2 separate regions of the Macaca mulatta genome follow, and region 1 is linked to region 2. Evidence: chromatin contacts called from public Hi-C data. All regions are on one chromosome and are shown on one strand. The core of a region is the stretch at or near the end of the contact, and the rest is flanking DNA. Distances in the headings are between cores, read along the strand shown. Region 1 overlaps PILRA (paired immunoglobin like type 2 receptor alpha). Region 2 holds the start of PILRB (paired immunoglobin like type 2 receptor beta).

Region 1 (3,237 bases), core at 730-3,229, 59 kb after region 2:
ATAAATATTAGCAAAGTGACCCCAGCATACTGCTACCCATCTGACATTCTCTTCAACTACAACATTTATTTCCAGTTCCTAGTATTGATACGATACTCCTTAATATTTTGGGATCAGACATAACACCCCCCTTCCGTCTAATAAACATCTCACCAATTCCTAACTATATATATGTATATATTTGGAGGCAGAGTCTCACTTTGTCACCCAGGCTGGAGTGCAGTGGTGCGATTTCAGCTCACTGCATCCTCCACCTCCCTGGTTCAAGCAATCCCAGCCTCCTGCTGGGACTACAGGCACACAGCACCATGCCCAGCAAATTTTTTGTATTTTAGTAGAGACAGGGTTTCACCATGTTGCCCGGGTGGTCTCAAACTCCTGAGCTCAGGCGATCTGCCCACCTCGGCCTCCCAAAGTGCTGGGATTACAGGTGTGGGCCACCACACCTGGCCCTAGCAATATTTTCAACCAACATTTTGGTGTCCTCTCCAAAGTGAATCCCATGGAAATTTGAAGAGAGGATTATAGGAGCCCAGGTGATTTCACTTTGAAGCTTCTGACAAGTTTCTTTAGATTCAGCTGTTTGATTTAATACTCATTGCTTGATTTTCTAAAGCCCCTGGGCCACTAAGTCTCTGCTCATTTGCAAGGCTGGTCAAACCCAAAGTGACTACAGGGAGGAAATGTTATTGTGCTAATCCAGTGGTTCTCAACCGGGTAGACTGTGCCCTCCAGAATCCACCTGGCAATGGCTGGAGATAATTTTTTGGTTGTCACAACCACAGGCAGGGGGCAGAGGGTGGAGGTGGGAGCTGCTGCTGGTTAGATGCCGCTGGAGCCTAGGGATGCTGCTAAACATCCCATGATACAAGGACAGCCCTCTACAACCAAACATTATCTCCCCCAAAATGCCAATAGTGCTGAGACTGAGAAATCCTGAGTTAATTTGTGCCTTCATTTCTGCCACACCTGCTTTGGCTAAACTGTAGAAAAACCTCACCTTCAGAATGGCCCCCCATCTGCAGGCAGGGAAGGGGACTGAAAAAAATAATTGCCCTGCTGCAGTCCTAGGAGCAAGAAGAGTCCTTCATGAATTACCTCACCCTTGGCACACCTGGTCAGACACAGAACTTTCTCCCGACATGGCTTAGCCTGGGAGAAAATCAGGTTTAATAAAAGGAAGATTTCATTTCCTCTGTATCACAACAGAACCCCAAGATGTGCTCACCATGCCTGATAGCTCCAGGGACAGCTCCTGGAAGTTCTTTAGCATGTTGACTGGGATCCATGCACGAGAAACTGTTTCTCCAAAAAATGTCACGTGGTACTTAGACTGAAATAAAAGATGGTCCTGTTATGGACTCCTGTCCTGCTCCCTGCTTTTCTCCTCTAGCCAGAAGGAGGTGCTGGGCCTCACATGCCCCCTTGAAGCCTGACTCATCTACCCTATCCTCGTTCCGATTGTTCTTCCACTCTAACCTCAGGAATCCTAGCCAAAGCATATTTATCAAAACCACTAATGCCCTGACAGTGGATAAATATTTAATTAGATACAAGTTTGTTTCTATTATATGTGTGAGCACTTATCTCTGTGTTTGTCCTCCTAGTTAAGTATCTGTTTTCACTTGTGTCTCCTAGTTATGTCCATGTCTCTTATCTGTACATCTGTGAGGATGGATTTGTTCATTACTTTGGCCTGAGCTCCTTCTTACCCTGAACCAGGAAACTCACCGGCAGGGAATCAAGATGGGAAGTAAAAAGAAAATATTCTCCTAAGTCAGGATCAGATTCTATCATGCCTGGCCACCTGGAGAAGATAGTTGGGTGCAGGGGACAGAAGAGAAGGGGTTAGATGAACAGAACACAACCTCATCAATGTACATGCACAGAAAAGAGCAGTATGATTTTTTTTTCTGAGACAAGGTTTCACTCTGTCACCCAGGCTGGAGTGCAGTGTTACAACCATGGCTCACTGCAGCTTCAATCTCCCAGGCACAAGTGATCCTCCCACCTCAGCCTCCTGAGTAGCTGGGACTACAGGCAAATGCCACCACACCCAGCTGTTTATTTTATTTTTTGCAGAGATGGGGTCTCACTATATAGCCAGGACTGATCTCAAACTCCTGGGCTCAAGCAATCCTCCCACCTCAACCTCCCAAAGTGCTGGAATTACAAGTGCGAGTCACTGCGCTCAGTCAGCAGTACACTTTGAAAAAAAAGGATCTAAAAAATAGATTCCTCTGCCATCAGCCCCCTCTAGTGGTCACTACTCAATGACTCAGATGAGGAAGTGACTTCCATCAATGCACACAGGAGTTCAGAATACACCTAGTGAAGGTCTTATCCTTCTGAGCCATCCCATAATCCTAAAAACAAAATCTTCGACTAGGGACATCTCCAAAGAAGAAACTATTCCACTTTTCCTTGTTCCCTTTACTTTGTATCTCTCAATCTCAATATTTTTATTTATTTTTGAGATGAGGACTCACTGTCACCCAGGCTGGAGTGCAGTGGTGCAATCTTGGCTCACTACAACCTCTGCCTCCCGGGTTCAAGTGATTCTTCTGCCTCAGTGTCCTGAGTAGCTGGGACTACAGGCATGCGCCACCACATCTGGTTAATTTTTCTATTTTTTAGTAGGGACGGGATTTCACCATGTTGGCCAGGCTGGTCTCAAACTTGTGTGCTCAGGTGATCTGCCCGCCTTGGCCTCCCAAAGTGCTGGGATTACAGGTGTGAGCCACTGCGCCTGGCCAATCTCAATATTTTTAAATGCCTCAGATCCACCCTCTTCTTTCTACCAGCTGGGGTAGCACTATCAGATCCTTTTTTCCAGGGAGCTATCACCTCCATGCTGAAACCTCCAGAAAACATGCTCTTTCAAAGCCTTCAGGCATGGTACTTTATCTTTTCTCTCACCCCCTGCTCTTTCTAAGGCCAGAACCATTTCAATTACAGATGTTTTCCATTTGCTTCCATCCCTGCTTGAATCTACCTCTCTCAAGTTTGTGAAGGATGCTCTGACTGTGTCATAGTGCCCTACCAGGGGTAACCGTATTGCTTGGCCCAGATGATGGATCCTGGGATGTAGGAGGCATAGGCCACATCACTTTCAAGCCCTGTCCAGGTCTCCTCAGGAATATCACAGCGATTATACTGCACATCTGCTGAAAGAGAGAAGGAATGAAGGGACAGGAAGAGACTCATAAAGAGAAAGAGGTGAATGAGGGTTGGGGA
Region 2 (3,167 bases), core at 152-2,651:
TCACTGCGGGTGAGTGCCAGCACCAGAGAGGGGCAGGGGCTGCAGGGAGGGCGATGTAGGACAACAGCCCACCAACCTTGCTGCTGTTCCACAGGGACCCCGGAGGTGTGGGTGCAAGTTCAGATGGAGGCCACTGAGCTCTCGTCCTTCACTATCCATTGTGGGTTCCTGGGGCCTGGCTCCATCTCCCTGGTGACTGTGAGCTGGGGAGGCCCCGATGGTGCTGGGGGGACCAAGCTGGCTGTGTTGCACCCAGAACTTGGCACCCGGCAATGGGCCCCTGCTCGCCAGGCCCGCTGGGAAACCCAGAGCAGCATCTCTCTCGCCCTGGAAGACTCTGGGGCCAGCAGCCCCTTCGCCAACACCACCTTCTGCTGCAAGTTTGCATCCTTCCCTGAAGGCTCCTGGGAGTCCTGTGGGAGCCTCCCGCCCAGCTCAGACCCAGGTGGGGCCAGGGCGAGGAGCCCAGGAGGGCAGGGAGGGGCTTGGACACTGGCCACCGATCTGATTCTTGTCTCTGTGCCCAGGGCTCTCTGCCCCGCCAACTCCTGTCCCCATTCTGCGGGCAGATCTGGCCGGGATCTTGGGGCTCTCAGGAGTCCTCCTCTTTGGCTGTGGATACCTCCTTCACCTGCTGCGCCGACAGAAGCACCGGTGAGACCTGGGCCCTGTTCACATCCCCCTGACACTGGGCTGGCCACATGCCCTGCAGAGCTCTGACCATCCTCGCTCTCTCCCAGCCCTACCCCTAGGCTACAGCCATCCCACACCAACTCCCAGGCACTGACAGCACAAGCATGGGTGAGGAGGAGGGCTGCTTTGGGGACGAGGTGGCAGGGGAAGGGGGGCCAGGGCTGGACCCAAGCTGTACAGACTCACTTGACCCTCCTTCCCCCGTGCAGGCGCCCAGCCAGGCCTCCCAGGCTGCTCTCCACGACCCTTATGCCACTATCAACACCAGCTTCTGCCCAGCTACTTTGGACACGGCTCACCCCAACGGGTGGGCATCGCTCCCCACCCACGCCGCACACCAGCCCCAGGGCCCTGCCGCCTCGGCCTCCACACCCATCCTTGCACGTGGCAGCTTTGTCTCTGTTGAGAACGGACTCTACACTCAGGCATGGGAGAGGCCTCCCCACACCGGTCCCGGCCTCACTCTTTTCCCTGACTGTCGGGGTCCCAGGGCCGTGGAAGGACGCTTCGGAGTTCGATGAGAGAGACCATGAGGCCACTGGACTTTCCCCTTCCCTGGCCTCCTGGGCGCCACCCCCTTACTTTATTCTTGGGCCTCCAATAAGTGTACCACGGGTACTTGGCCAGGCCCACCTGCTGCGGATGTGGTCTGTGTGTGTGCATGCGTGGGGGTGTGTGGGCACAGGTGTGAGTGTGTGCGTGACAGAACCCCATTCCAGTCGTTTCCTGCCGTGACGAAGTCAGCAACACAGTTTCTCTGACTTGGGCCTTGACTGTGCTGCTTCTTTGGGGGTGAAGAGACTGGGGAGGCAGTCTCCACCCCTGGAGGAAGAAGCCAGGTGAGAACCAGAGTGGGTTGGGGCCTCCTTGCAGGGTTGGAGTTGGCCCAGGGAGAGGGCAGTGTCCCAATCTTAGAGATCTGTCCTGGCTTCTTGGGGTGGCGGGGGGTTGGGGGAGCTTCCTGAGGGACACTTCTAGCTGCCTAGATAGAACTGGGGGATCCCAGCAGGATGGTTTCTGCTCCAATCCCACCATGTCCTAGGACAGCTGCAAGGGTTCCTGGGGCTTCAGCCTGAGAGAAGTCCCTGTGGTTTGACCTGGCATCCTTCTGCCGGGCTCCCTGCTGTGGCCTGGTCTGCGGTCCTGATGCCCTCCTTCCATAGCGGGTGTCAGGCAGGGGGTGGAGAGTAGGGGGATTCGCCTGAAATCTTCCCTCAGTCACTTCCCCCACCTCCTCTCCGGGCAGGCAGAGGCCTTCACAGACGTGGGGGCCTCCCCACAAAATGTTCCATCCAGAGCCGGCCCTTCTGCTTGTGGGCCCCACAGCCTGGGCCTGATGGGGCTTTTGCCACACGAGACAGCGTGAGAGAGAGGGCTCTGGGCTTCGAGACTCCCCAGGAACGTAGCAGGCCCTAGGTGGCGGGGCTGTGTCGTTCCAGAGCCAGGCTGAGGCTGCTGCCTGAGCAGGGGTGAGCACCCCTGGGGAGGAAGGGCACCCGCCCCTCAGCCCCTCCCTGGGACTGCATGGGGGACATCGCAGGAAGTGCCAGCTGCCAATCAGGAACCATGCCCTACGTCCAGCTCAGGGACGGCCTGCCCAGAGGCTGCATCCACCCTCACCACCCTCCGCAGCCCAGCGCACTGCCCCAGGCAGGCCCTGATGTGGCCTTGCCAGGACCCAGCCCCATCCAGTTCCCAGCTCTGTACTATGCTGGAAAGAGGGTGGTTGCAGGTGGTCAGGCCTGCCTTCCTCAGCTGGTGGTCATCCTCCTCCTCCCAGAAACCCTCAGCACTGGCCTAGGCAGCTCAGCAGTTCCTCCAAGACTGGGGGCTCAAGGAAGAGACGAAGGGTTGCTGCAGAGGTCCCCAAGGAGCGTGAGGAAGGCAGTGCCGGGAGGAAGATGACAGGGAGGGAAGGGAGAGAGCAAAAGCACCCTGGACCCAGGGTGGGTGTGAACAGTGGGGCTTGTAAGGTCTCAGGGGAAACCTAAAGGGGATCTCCAGAAAGCTGGGTATCTCTAAGAAGCAGACAAAGGGGGGCCGGGCGCGGTGGCTCACGCACGCCTGTAATCCCAGCACTTTGGGAGCCCCATGCGGGTGGATCATGAGGTCAGGAGATTGAGACCACCCTGGCTAACACGGTGAAACCCTGTTACTACTAAAAATACAAAAAACTAGCCGGGTGTGGTGGTGGGCGCCTGTAGTCCCAGCTACTCTGGAGACTGAGGCAGGAGAATGGCGTGAACCCGGGAGGCAGAGCTTGCAGTGAGCCAAGATCGCGCCACTGCACTCCAGCCTGGGCAACAGAGTGAGACTCTGTCTCAAAAAAAAAAAGGCAGACAAAGGGGGAGCTCTGAGGGACCCCCTGCCAGGGCCACTTGCCCATCACACAGTGGAGGAAGAGTCCCCTGGCCTGAACCTGTCTTCCATAAGCTTAGGAGGCTGCAGCCCAGCCTGGTCCCTGTGGGACTCAG

The links. A called contact is a pair of places that touch in the nucleus more often than the background predicts.
Region 1: a contact with region 2 is called in a Hi-C map of CD4 T cells, with 5 times the contacts expected there. The contact joins the enhancer-like site here to the promoter of PILRB in region 2. A contact is called at or near these places in 4 of 14 Hi-C or Micro-C datasets (CD4 T cells, blood, cortical neurons and 1 more).

Annotation. Positions count from the first base shown.
Region 1 is chr3:47,604,167-47,607,403 of T2T-MMU8v2.0, forward strand. The region is part of intron 5 of PILRA (paired immunoglobin like type 2 receptor alpha); the gene reads left to right. ZCWPW1 (zinc finger CW-type and PWWP domain containing 1) reads right to left here. Exons shown (of 17, transcript XM_077996331.1): 10 at 3,044-3,164; 11 at 1,732-1,807; 12 at 1,229-1,333. Among named protein-coding and RNA genes, the nearest start is that of ZCWPW1, 21 kb to the right of the region's middle. Within about 2 kb of position 1,980, at least 2 of the 40 cell types and tissues checked have an H3K27ac peak or open chromatin away from gene starts, as enhancers often do. A contact at or near this core is called in CD4 T cells, where this site is marked.
Region 2 is chr3:47,546,116-47,549,282 of T2T-MMU8v2.0, forward strand. PILRB (paired immunoglobin like type 2 receptor beta) reads left to right here and starts at 1,402. Exons shown (of 6, transcript XM_077996374.1): 1 at 1,402-1,532. It overlaps PVRIG (PVR related immunoglobulin domain containing), which reads left to right. Exons shown (of 5, transcript XM_028845576.2): 2 at 1-9; 3 at 95-445; 4 at 528-654; 5 at 903-1,459. The coding sequence ends at 1,428. LOC144339726 (a long non-coding RNA gene) reads right to left here and starts at 1,250. Exons shown (of 3, transcript XR_013415083.1): 1 at 77-1,250.